2 separate regions of the Rattus norvegicus genome follow, and region 2 is linked to region 1. Evidence: chromatin contacts called from public Hi-C data. All regions are on one chromosome and are shown on one strand. The core of a region is the stretch at or near the end of the contact, and the rest is flanking DNA. Distances in the headings are between cores, read along the strand shown.

What was found. A called contact is a pair of places that touch in the nucleus more often than the background predicts.
Region 2: a contact with region 1 is called in a Hi-C map of psoas muscle, with 1.4 times the contacts expected there. The contact joins the promoter of Hdac5 here to the enhancer-like site in region 1. A contact is called at or near these places in 2 of 12 Hi-C or Micro-C datasets (the A7r5 cell line and psoas muscle).

What each region holds. Positions count from the first base shown.
Region 1 is chr10:87,618,606-87,625,288 of GRCr8, forward strand. It overlaps Lsm12 (LSM12 homolog), which reads right to left. Exons shown (of 5, transcript NM_001105843.1): 3 at 4,423-4,532; 4 at 2,765-2,891; 5 at 1-1,599. The coding sequence ends at 1,507. Among named protein-coding and RNA genes, the nearest start is that of Tmem101, 13 kb to the left of the region's middle. Within about 2 kb of position 3,531, at least 11 of the 93 cell types and tissues checked have an H3K27ac peak or open chromatin away from gene starts, as enhancers often do.
Region 2 is chr10:87,684,541-87,691,205 of GRCr8, forward strand. It overlaps Hdac5 (histone deacetylase 5), which reads right to left and starts at 3,514. Exons shown (of 27, transcript NM_053450.1): 1 at 3,379-3,514. It overlaps Snora33 (small nucleolar RNA, H/ACA box 33), which reads left to right and starts at 4,450; the gene lies at 4,450-4,581.

The sequences.
Region 1 (6,683 bases), core at 2,281-4,780:
TGAATTATTTAATTTTGATCCATTTATTTTAATTAAAAAAAAAAGGAAGGGAAAAGAGATCATGGCCAAAAAAAATAAAATAAAATAAAAAAAAAATATAGCCCCACCCTACTCCCAAAGCTCTAGCCGGTCACATGAGCATCACCCACGTCCCACTCAGTGCCTGATATTCAGGTGGTGGCACTTTGCCCCCTGAGACTACCCTGGAGGTGCAGGGGCGACAAGTACCAGTTTCGGCTCTCAGCAGGTTAGTCAAACCAGGCAAACTGGTGGGCTAAAGTCCAGAAATTCTTTCCAGGTTTTCTGCCCATTGGCTGAGCACATACAAACTGTCAGTAGCTTGTAAGATTTCAGGGGTAGGAGGGGCAGAAGAGCAGGAGGATGGCAGAAGAGAAACTAGAGGTTATTCAAGCTTGTTCCTGGGCTAGAGGCTCTGGACATACTTAAGAAAGACTGGGGTAGATGGAGTCCAGGTTTCTTAGAAGAGAAAATCAGCCCGAAGGAGGAGGAGCTGAGATGTGCCATGCAAGCGAGTTCTTCCTGCAGAGGCACGGGGGAGGGGCGGCTGACTCCCGGGTGGAGAGTGCTCAGAGTTCGTCTAGTACCATGGAGACAAAGGCAGAGGGAGTCCTGAGGTTGGGACCGAATGTGAGACAGGTACATACAGTTAAAGACCAGAAAGCCATCAGGACCCTCAAGGCCAAATCCCGTCTGCACACTGGCTCTGCAGGGCTGCAGGAGATCCTCGCTGTGAACTAAGTCAAGTTAATCGTCGGGCTCTGGGTGGTAGAAAGGACAACACATGTTTGTTTTCAGAGGGATGAGGTGGGAAGAGTGGCCATGATCTAGTAAAAAGAGACCTGCAAGAAGCAGAAAATACTTAGAGAACATTTTAATATATATTTCCATATATATATTTAAAGTTAAGAAAAATAAAACTAATTCAAGCCATGCCCTGTGCAAAAAAAGAAAAAAAAAGTTAAAGAAAAAAAAAGAAAATTCAAAGTGAGACCTCTGTCTTCTGCTCTGGCCTCGGCTTCAGAGTCACAGTCACTTGTTACTTTTATTTTGGAAGAAAAGATGTAAAAGTTTCTTTCAATCACTCAGAAGGCAAGTATGTCCACTTAGAAAATCAGAATGGCAGAAACAGACTAGGGAAGGAGAGACGCAGGTGAAGGGCAGAGTGAAAAGGAATTTGCAAAAATAAAACTAACAAGATGACTGCTCCAGAGGGCTGTGAAAGGACATGGTGGGCCGGTCTGCTAGTCAAGTAATGATTCAACGTTTAAATTATTCTCTTGCTCTTTTTTGTTGGGTGTTTGTTCAAGTCTAGGTTTTTTTTTTTGTTTTTTTTTTTTTTTTTGTTTTTTTTTTTTTTGAAACACTGACCCTAATAAGAGTCAGCAAGAAATACAGGATCCCTTCCCTCCCCCGGCCTGCCTCCGCTGAAGCCACCACCACCATCTCTGTGGCTGGATGCTGGAAGAGTCCTCCATGTTTGTGGACTCAGGATGACAGGGCAGCCTCCTTCTGTGGTTGTTGGGCTTGTGAACGCTGCAGTATCTTTTGGCTTTCCACGTCTCTAAAATGTTTTTCAACCTGCAAGAGACCAAGCAGCCAAGTCAGAAATGGAGACAGGGCGAGGTCTCCTGTACAATCTAAGCCAAGCTTCCCAGGCCTGGCAGTTTGGCTTGCTGTTATCCAATGCTCCCTGCACCCCACCCCAACTGCAAGACAGGCAAGAGAAACCTCTTGTTTCAGCCACATGTGTGGAAGCTAAGCTAAGACTGGCTTAACAGTACAGCTATAAACTAATACATAACAAAATGGGATAATTATTACCACCAAAATCCCTCCCGCCTTTATAACAATGTATTGCATTATTTTATTTTATTTTAAATTATACGTAGTTGTATATGTGCACAAGTAAGAGAGTGCAGGTATCACAGGCCTTGGGCCCACTGGAATATAGAACACAGAGTTGTGAGCTGCCTTACATAAATGTGGAGAACAGAATTCAGGTCGTCTGGAAGAGCAGCAAGTGCTCTTAACTGCTGAGCCATCTCTTCAAGCCCCTTCTTCCTATCTGACATAAATAAAGAAAAAGCTAGTGGGTAGGAAAATTAGTTCTATTATACTTCCTAAGTCCACAACAGTGTAGGCCTGAGAGGTGGCTCGGCTCTTAGGAGCGCTTGTTCTTAGAGAGGACCTGGATTCGATTCCCAGCACCCACATGGTAGCTCACAGCCAGCTATAGCTCCGATTTCATAAAATCCCAATGCCCTCTTCTGACCTCCATAGGCACCAGACATATACATGATATACAGTCTCATATGCATGGATGGATGGTATGTATTTTGCATAAACATATGCAAAACACACCTATGAAAAAAAAAAAAGCCCAAACCCAAGGAGATGTAACAGTGGCCTCTCAACCAGATTAAAAGTTGTTTTACTACAACTGTTACACTCCAAAGCCAAACCTACAGTTCTTAACCCACAGTTAAGGGCATCTACCATTACATGTGCTACAATTCTGCAGTCATGTGGTGTAAGACACGGGGCTGACTGCTCACCCTACCCCACAGCACCAAGGTTTCTATCCCACATCATCCAGGACACGGCTAGAGAGCCCGATGAGCAGGGGCATCAGGCCGCACTGCTAGGAGACAAGGAGCCTGCAGGAGCACAGGGTCCTGCCTGTTGTACAAGAGGGACCAAGCCAAGAACCCACCCTTGCTCCGCAGGTGGCTCCTTTACTTACTATTTTGCGTACATGGCTCAGTGCGCTCCCCTCTTTGCCTTTACAATTTTCCACTTGATATGGGGGTGTGATAACAACTTCTTCCATGACTACAATGTTTTTTTCTTGCCATTTACAGTCTTTAATGCTGGAAGGAGAAGAATATAGATGAGTGTGATATCCTGTGGACAGCCCATTCCTCCTGTTAGGAAGAACTTCAGGGCCAGGCATTGTGGCCCATGTCTTTAATCCCAGCCCCTGGGAGGCAGAGGCAGTTGGATCTGAATTTCAAGTGAGCCTGGTCTACAGACCAAGTTCCAGGACAGCAAGGGCTACACAGAGAAACCCTGTCTAGAAAAGGAAAGGAAAGAGAAGGAGAAGACTACCACTAGACTAGCGGGCGCGCGCGCGCACGCGCACACACACACACGCACACACACACACACACACACACACACACACACACACACACACACACACACACACACCCCTCTCCCAAGCTCTCAGCTCAATACTGAGCCAGAGAGAGGAGACAACAAACATTCTCTGGGCATCTCTGGACAGGAGAGCAGTCACTAATGCACATTATCCTAGGGAGAGCCCAGAACTGTTAGTCTGAAGCATCAGGGGCCTGGAAAATCATAAAACAGTTGGTGGCAGTCTCAGAAGCTCAAACCAAGTTACAAATGAACAACCAGACCTAAATCACTAGAACTGACTTAGTGGTCTAGAGCAGAGGCTGCCAACTGCTTTCTAGACAGTGTCAGATCATAAGTAGCTACAGAAATCTGCCAACAGATGACACATACACAAGGGGGCAGATCTGTCTTGCTGGCATAATCTGCCCACCCTTGACCTAGGGTAAAAATAGCACTTCTAGAAATAGTCATCTGTACTTTGCTCCATCCAGCCTCTACCCTTAACCGTGCAAGCTGTGCCCCACTAGCCCCACTCAATTACCAGATACACAGACACCTGCCAGACCAGGAAGATCCATCTGAGTTCACACATGGGGAATCCCAGGGCAGCTGATGCTACTAAGAGAATTCCTTCACATACCTGGGAATGCTCAGACACACCCGGCCCCAGACAGCTCTACAGCCAGCTGCCATCTGTGCATCAGACCCTGGGTGGTTAAACAGGGTAACAGAAGGCAGCCCATGGGGGGAGGAGGGGTTGAGGAGGGTGTCAAATGTTCCAGCTTTTCAGCACTTAGGGAAGCTAGTAGAGAGTCAAATGACTTCTGCTGTGACAACATGTGTTTTAGAAGGAGGTAAGAAGGTTGCCTTCTGTTCTTCCTAACTCCCTGTATTTGTCCCAGAGCAAACTAGGGAAAGTGATATAACTTCCCTTAATAAAACCACAAGCAATCTTAGAGGTAAGGATGGCAGTAATAACAATAGGAAGCTAATCCTGAGCTCTGAATCAGGGATTACTATTACCAGAGACCCACACAGGACAATGTGATTCCAAACAAGCTTTCACAAACAAAGACTGCAATGACTGATTTAGGATCACAGTATTCTGTGCAAAGGGAGCTCCAAGTGCCACCTCTCAGCCAACAACTGCCCCAGCTGCCCTCGTACACTCTCAGCAAGACAACCACCCAGAAGTCTTTCATCCGACAGACAGACAAAATCAGCTCTAGGAATAGGAACCCCTATGCTCCCCCAACTCACGTCTTGTGAATGGTCTGGAAGAGCTGCTGGCCCTCCAGGGAGACGCCAGCGCTGATTGCATAGGCCTGGCTCAGCTTCTCCTCCTTCTCCGTCCGTGCTTTGCTGGCAAGCTAGGGTGAGGGAAAGGGAAAAAAAAGATTCAGAAAAGTGTTCCCCTTCGTTCTTTCCAACTCAGAACCTCAATCTAAGGAAGCAGGTCAGCAAGGATTGGTCTAGAGTCAGCATGATTAGCGATCCAATGGAACAACCCCCAACACAGCATCTAGTTACTGTTTGCAATTCCTGGCAAGCATCCCTCACCCCTCTTTTCTATTCTTCCCGAGGGCTTCCTATGTGCCAAGCATGTACTGTGCTACTTTAGAGATTCATCCCAAAGAGATCACGAAAACACAAGACAACTTCAGTAAGAAGGAACAAGAAAACGAACATGGAGATGGGCAGTATGACAGGGTCAGGGATGATGGCTCTGGGAAGTGATGGTCAGAGAGAAACATAACCACACACTTCCACTTAAAGAAGAGAGAGTACAGGTCACCCACTACTGCACTAAGCTCAGGTTTAGAAACCACTGTGCACTTTATAACACACCAAGAGTTGAGATACAGCTCTTAGCAATCAATGCTCAGCCTGTCCAGCATGCTCATCTAATAGCCCAAGACTAAGGAACCCTAATCTACTGTCTTCTGAGCTGAGCACAGTCCTGCCCTACTCTGCTTACAGAAAAGCATTCTACCCTGTGCCTGCTGCTTCCCTACCCCCTGGTGGGTCAATCACGAATTGATCAAAGGAAATTCTAGTAAAATCTGATAGTCTGTAAGACTCCTTCTGGCTAGGGTGGGTTCCCTGTCAATCTGTTTTTTCCTACCTTACACTATTACTTGCTAGAAAAACTTTCAGTATGAGACAAAACAAATGTGTTATGCAAGGCAGTTTAAGAAAAACAGGCACAGCTTGAGGGTATGGTGGTGCACGCCTTTACTCCTAGCACTCAGGAGGCAGAGGCAGGTGTAGCTCTGTAAGTTTGAGACCAGCCTGACCTACAGAGCAAGTTCCAAGTTGGCCAGGACTAGAGAAACCATTTCAAAAAATCACAACAAACCAAACCAAAAAACAAACCACCACCAACAACAACAAAAGCAAACAGGCAAATAATACATCTGAAAAGCAAGAAAATGATGTAAAGATTTTTCAGTTCCATCAACACAGTTCATATATATAACCTCATAAAGCTGCAGCACACCAAATACAAACAGTTAATAGTAAATACTTGTGTGGTCAGAGGGGCTAGCTCGCACATGGTGTCATTTTTAGACTCTCCAGGTAAAAGCAGAAACATGACAAACCTCTCCTGTGATTTAAAGCCAGAGATCACCTGGCCTCCAGATATGAACAGATACAAATGTGACAGCAGTGTCATGATTATCTTTCAGGCTTGGCTGCTGTTCTGCCCAGCAGACTACAACTTCACAGAGCCATCAATGTACTTTGAGCAAGTCAATTCCAACTGAAGTGAGAAAGCCTGGAGCTTGGAAACAGAGTTTCTATGGAAAGAGAACTGCTGGTGTGTATTTTAAGCAACAATCAACGCCTTTTCAGGAACCAAAAAAACCCTGGTAACCAACCATGAGGGGTTTCCTTGAGTCTCGATTTCCAAACAATGTCTCAGAAAATGAAGTCTCCAAGGAAAGGAGGCTAAACCAGAGGGCAGTGGCACCTCCCAGAGCCCCTGAGGGCCACAGCTCGTTCCCTGAGCTATGCTTCACCTCCTGGACAATGGAGTCAACTACTTATAATGCAATACCTGCAATTATGCTGCAGAGCCCTCCACTTACTGCAGGTCCTGTGCCTTCAGCCAGCAGTTTACTTAACTGAAGTGTTAGACCTGCCAACCTGAATCTGCCCACACACCCCCACTGTGTATTATTCCCACTGAAAACAAAGTAACTTCTACAAACCAGAGTTTTCTTCTGAGGCCACCTTATAGGCTCAGTGCGTACAAGTACTTGCTGCAACTCCACTGACCTGAGTTCAATAATCAGAACTCATAGGGTGGAAGGAGAACCAACTCCCACAAACTCTCCTGTCCTGACTTTCACATGCATGCATGTGTGTAACCCCCCCCACACCATATAGATTAAAATATATATTAAATAGCTCCTAGTCATGTGGTTTAATGAATACCAGGACATTCACAGAGCCCTTTGCATACTGTGATATGAAGGGGAAAAGGAAGGCTCACAAGAAAATCCAAGCACTATGTA
Region 2 (6,665 bases), core at 2,264-4,763, 66 kb after region 1:
ATCTTCCAAGTGAACGAGACCCACCAGCAGGGCTTCCTGAAAAACAGTAGAGCCTCCCCAGCCTCATCAAAACAGACCTAACTTCTTGTCTAGGGCCAGGCAAGGAAAGAGCAGGCAGTCTGAGGCGTCTGCACGCCTCTTCAACAGAGAAGTGGCCTGCTATTGTTACATGGGTGGGTAGCTGGGGACCAGAGCTGTACAGCTGCTACGCTAGCCACCACGTGGGTGACAACTCAGTGTGCCAACTTCAGCACCCCCAAAGTCCTGTTCCCCTCCCCCCAATAGTCAACTCTATCCTTCCAGGGTCGGCTACTCCAGGGTCTGAACCTACTTTCTACCTCCATCCAAGGCATCCTGACAAGGAAGGGAGGAGGGAAGGGCAGAGCCCCCACCTACAAGCTCTATTAAAGAAGGCAAGGCAGAAACCCTAGGGCAGCAGCACAGTCCTTCACCACTCATCAGCAATAAAAACTCTAGCAGAAGGTGGGAGGAAAAGGAGACAGGAAAAGGTGACCAGAGCCATACCATGACCCGAGGGCCACATCACTATGCCTTCCTACAGAGATCTTGTCCCTCCAACAGCTCCCTCCAAATTCCCCTCCAGAATCACCAAGCCTCCCACTCCCGACATGCCAAGGGAGCCTGAGAGAGGCAGGCCCAAGTCTTGAGCCCCTAGTCCAGGGCCACTCTTAGGTCAAGGGCTACTCCCCAAATCAGAGAACAAGGCCTAGCAGTTTGTACCAAATCCTATGCACCCAAGATGGGCTTCGCTCGTCGCCTGGCAAAGCTCAAAGCCCAAAGCCCAGACATCCCATCGAAAGACACCAGCAGTTTCTCATCTCGACCCCTCCCGGCTTCAGCCACAGCAGACAACTGTTCCCAGCCTCTTCCCGGAGCCTCCACTGCCTTGTGCCTACCCTCCAGCTGAGCCAACAGAAGTCCAGGAGGATGGAAGCCACACAGGCCCCCAAACTAGGGAAAGGGGGAAGACAACAGGGGAGTGGGGGGGGAGGCACCAGGCTGACAAATTCATTTTTGCAACCAGCCCATTTCTGTTTGTCTGCTCAGACGCAGGTCCAGACATCTGTACAAACCAGATGGAGGAGGCTGCTATTTCTAGAAAAAAAAAAAAAAAGGAGGGGGGGAGGGGAGGAGGTGGAGACAGAGGGCATTAGACTGGGTCTGTTTGCCCTAAAACTTCAGACAGTGATGATCTCCCCTCAGCCCCCCGCCTCCCCAGCACTACCAGACAGGGCTCTCATTCAAGAAAGGGCTGAGGTTGGGGCTGGGGTGAGGTGGGTAGGGGAAAAGAAAGGGAGAGAAAGTTTAATTAGCCAAAGTCAGCTACAATAGGCCCCCTCACTGGCTGCACCGCGTTTTCATTCATGAGCAAGCGACAGTGCTCCAAAGTGCCAAGAACTGCCGCCCCCCCTCACTGAGTCTTTCTCTCACCCCCCCCCCAACAGGAGTGAGTCCTCTAGCAGGCTGGCTGAGCCCGATGCTGTGTTCCAGACACCCCTCCTCAGAGGGACGTGAGTAGGAAGAATTAATTATTGAAGAGCAGCTGGTACTTCAGCACCGACTGCCTTACCCCCCCAGTTCCTAAGGCTGTCCCCCCCTCCTCTCCCATACAAAACAACAATGACCCCCCTTCCCAAGCCCCGTGCCTAAGCGCACAGCTAAGATACCAGCCCCAAGAAATAGAAAGCAGAGCTTTTAGCTCTGCAGCTACTTGGGGGTAGGTGGTGCGTGTGACACGGTTACCCCTCCACCTCCAGATTCCACGATCCTTGGAGGATACACTGAGGAAGACGGGGAACATTTGCTACACGTGCACCCGGGACTTGTCTCTCCTGCCCCTAGTGTGTCAGGAGGTGCAGCCTGCTCCTTTAATTCAGGCTCTCTGTCTCTAACAAGATCTAGTCCAGATCCAAGTCTAAGAGGCAAGAGAGAAAAGGAAAGACTTAAGGAGGAGGAGGCAAAGCAAGTTCTCCTCGAGCTTTGTTTAGGGAGGGAAAGAAAAGGGAAGACTGGAACGAGCTGGCAGGAGCCCGTAACAGGGCTCACCCTTAGCGCATCGCATCTCCACAGCTAGCCTGGGCTCCTGGGTCCCACTGTGTAGGGTTTAAGAGACTGGGGATTCTCCCTGCCTGCAACCTTAGAACCCAAGTGGAGGGCCAACAGGTCCCAATGACAGGATTAGCCTGAGGTCTTCTGGCCCAAATCAATCTCCCATTCCCCGTCTCCTTTTGTTCCTAGGATCTGACTCTATCTTCCTTCCCATTGAACCCTAAACTCCTCTCCATTCCATCCCCAAGATCCAAAGCTAATTTCAGGACCCAGAAGCATAGTGGTCACTACCAGAGTGAGAATCCACGTACACACACACACACACACACACACACACACACACACACACACACCAAAAGCAACTGCAGTTGCTACCCTTCCTCTTCAGGGACAAAGCTCATCTCAGAAGGCCAAACGCAGGGACATCCAGTGGTCACCTTCTCCCCGAAATGAAACACACTCGACTCCCCGCCCCCAGCTCTTAGATTAATTACTTATCATCCAGCCAGTTCTCTTCTTCCTGAGGGCCCCAGGGATGAGTGGGGAGGGGGAAGCCGACTACCCCCAAGTTAACAAGGCACTATTAGAACCTCTGCCCCATGAGAAACAAACCCAAGATGAAAACTGGGCGCAGGGGTGGGGTGGGGAGATCTGCCCTAGCCAAGAAAGATCACCAATTCATCTCCCAGCTCTTTCGAGCTCCAGGGTGTCAGACAGAAGAGGGTGGTAATAAACGCAGTAACGCCTCACAGGCGAGGGGGTGAATAGCACAGACAAGTAAGGTGGGCCCCGCAGTCCTCTTCCACCTGCAGGGACGTCAAGGACATAAAATCAAGGGTATGTTCTTCGCCACTTGGAGAAGCACTGTGGGTGGGCTGTGCCCCTCACCTCAGAGTAACAAGAAAGGGTGTCTAGTGAAGAGAGAGAGGGTCTGCCCAGAATCCGGGTAGCAAGGCTCAAGTCGCGGTTGCAACGGATTAGGAGCCGCTGGGGAGGAGACAAATCAGACATCCCCGACTGGTCTGCGGGCCATTTGGGGGCGCGGGGTGCGGGAAGATCGGCCCCTCCCTTACCTGCAGAGAAGGAGCCCTGCAAGGGAGGGATGAGGAGGGGCGCGCGCGGCGAGCCAGAGGCAACACTCCCCGGGCCCCGCGACGCTCCCTGGGGGTGCAGGCTGGCTCGGCGCGCGCGCCGGGAGGAAGGACAGGGTCGTGGGGAGCCCGCGGGCAGCGACGGCGGGAGGACGAGACACTGCGGGGCGTCCCGGGGCTGCGGGAGGTGGGGTCCTGGCGGGTGCGGCGCGCTCACCCGCTGAGGCTCGAGCTCCGGCTTCGCGGGCGGCGGCGGCAGCAGCGGCGGCAACAGCAGCGGCAGCGCCTCCTCGACGGCTCCTCCATCTTTGCGGCGGCTCCTCCGGCTCCGCTCGCCGCCGCCACCAACAACAACATTCGGAGACGTCACTCCCGTCACGTGACCCGACCCCGAGCTAAAAATAGGCTCAGACCCCCCCTTTTTCGGGCTTCAGCCGAGAACCCTCCCCTCCCAATCGGCCCTCCCCTCAGATGGGCGGGACCAATAGCGCCACCGTGACAGCTTCTTAAAGGGCCAAAACCCAGCCCAAGGTTAGGCTGGGGTGGAAGTGGCAGGGAAGGGGTCTCGATCTCTTCGCCAAGTAATGAAATGAGTAGAAGCCGGATCCCGGCTGCTGCAGGGGCTGGATGTGTGGGATTTACGATTTTGTTCTCTGTGCTTTTTCGACTTCCTTTTCAAACGGTGGATGGTGCAATCTTTGCCCGCCTGAGCTGTTCCCTAACACGCCCTTCCCTTGTTAGGAGGAGGGCATGGGGTGGAGGTGGGGTGTGGAATCCTAGGGGCTGCCTCGGAAGTGGAAGCCTCTGCAGGAGCGTCGAAGCTGAAAGATTAGCTTGGACAATCTCTAACCCATCGTGCCTAATCAGGCAAAATGCTGCATCTTAATGAAGAAATTCCTTGGAGAAAGCCAGCGTAGGTTGTCACTGTCCCTGGCCTTCAAAGGAACCGACCAAGAACCTAAAAGACCGCTGGTCTCCAACTTTGATACCACACATACCACCATGTCAGTGGAACTGAACATAACTGTGTTATTAACCCTACATAGTTTTGTCAATGACCTAGCAATTCTCCTAGGGAAAATGTATTCTAAGAAAATATTGTGCTCCAAAATGAGCATAGAAGGAGATTGCTTATAATATGAGATGTTGGAAACAACCTAAATATCCATTGTGTAGGTATCTGCGAATAAACTAGGGGACCTCTATTCAGTAAGTTATCATGCAGACACAAAATTATATAGAAATATATAGAGAGAAAATTATACAGAAATGTGTGTATATTTATTTATAGCCAGCCAATTAATCTGCTTATCTGAATGTGTTTCTGCAATAATTTAGAAAATGTTGGTAATAGTGTTGTCATGTAGTGAGCCTTAAAGACAAGTGACTGTTTTTAAAATCCCTGAAAATGGCTACAATATTGTAAAAGTTATAATTATACGGGTCTACAGCCTGGAGCATAGCTTGGAAGTAGACCAGGTGGGTAGCATCTGAGGCCTGTGTTCGATACCTAGCATCCAAAACAAAACAACATAATGACATATTCACTTCACGCTCTTGTTTTAAAGCAGAAGATGATGGTGAACGCCTGTAGTCTCTGCACTTGGGAGGCAGAGGCAGGCAGATCTTTGTGAGTTCAAGGCCTGCATGAACTACTTAATAAGTTCCAGGAAAGCCAGAGCTACATAGAAAGAAATTGTCTCAGAGAGAGAGAGAGAGAGAGAGAGAGAGAGAGAGAGAGAGAGAGAGGAAGAAGAAGGAGGAGGAGAGAGAGAGAGAGAGAGAGAAGGAGGAGGAGGAGGAGGAGGAGGAGAGAGAGAGAGAGAGAGAGAGAGAGAGAGAGAGAGTGTGTGTGCAAGGTCATCCTCCACACCAGTGAGTTAGAGTCCAGTGTCAGCCTGAGTGTCATGAGCTCCTATTTCAAAAATAAAAAAAGCATATGAGAAAAAAAAAAAAAAAACCAAAGCCATACCCAACAGGGACATTGATTTACGCCAGGCGGTGGTGGTGCACACCTTTAATCCCACTTGGGAGGGAGGCAGAGGCAGGCAGATCTCTGACTTCAAGGCTAGCCTGAACTACAGAATGAGTTCCAGGACAGCCAGGGCTACACAAAGAAACCTGTCTCAAAACAAACAAAACAGAATATTGATTTGTTCCAGTACTAGATGCAAAAATTCATGTGCCTGACACTGTATGCATAAAAAAACCTAGGAGACATAAACCAAATGTTTTCTTTCTTTTTTCTTTTCTTCTTCTTCTCTTTGTTTGTTTGCTTTGTTGTTTTGTTTTGTTTTGTTTTGTTTTGTTTTGTTTTGTCTTTCAGGAGAGAGTTTCTCAGTGTAACCAGCCCTGGCTGTCCTGGACTTCAATTGTAGACCAGGTTGGCCTCCCAAGTGCTGGGATTAAAGGCATATACCACCATGCCCAGCAATGTTTACTTTCTTTATTGACTTCTTCTATGGCCCCTGAAATTTGAAACAGTCACATGTAAAAAAATAATTAAAAAATGAAAAAAAAGGACATGTGTAAATGGTGCTGAAATGAACAGTAAAGGTTTCTCCTATAAAGTACCTCATGACTCTGTCCATGCCGTCATCTGTATCCTCACACCTCCGTCCTAGCCAGATCACACCTTCCTTAAATACAGCAGCTGGATCCCGGCAGCTAATACCATCCCTGATTCCCTCTGGGTCTCCTCCAAAAGTCGGAATGATCGTTTAGAATGCAAGTCTACTGAAGAACAGTTTGGAAAACAATTCTGATTTTGTCACTAGCACCTGTCAGTGGTCCAGAAGTGTGTAGAGCAAGTCACCAGAGCAGCTTGTTCGGAATTGTTCACTCCTGGAGCCCACCCGCAACGCTTACTGTTCAGAGTGGGAAAGAATCCCAGAAACCATCATTTTTAATAGATTTTGCTGCAGCCAGTCCTCTCCTGGATCTTGGGAGAACACCAGCCCAGAGTTTGAGCATGACATGATCTAAGCTTCCCCTCCTAAGTTTAGCCTTTGGAAGTCCAGTCTTGTACCTTTCTCTCCTTTTCCTGTGCCCCATTTCCAGAATGCTCCATTCCCTTCTCTTTACTTCTAACTCATCTCCCAGAGTCCAATTTAATATTACTTCCTGAAAGAGGCCTTTCTTTGTCTTTTAATTAAACGAGACCCCTTGTTATATATACTTTCACTGACCCCAATAATAACTTGTAAACATTTCTCTCTCTCTTTTTAAGATCTATTTATTCTATATGAGTACACTGTAACTGTCTTCAGACACCCCAGAAGAGGGCATCGGATCCCATTGCAGATGGTTGTGAGCCACCATGTGGTTGCTGAGAATTGAACTCAGGACCTCTGGAAGACCAGTCAGTGGTCTTAACCGCTGAGCCATCTCTCCAGCCCAACATTTGTCCCTTTATAGCATTGTTGGTTCAGTATCTCTCTCCTGCCCTAATATCAGCTCTTTGTGGGGAGGGTGCTGGGTATTCCACTAGGGCCTTACACATAC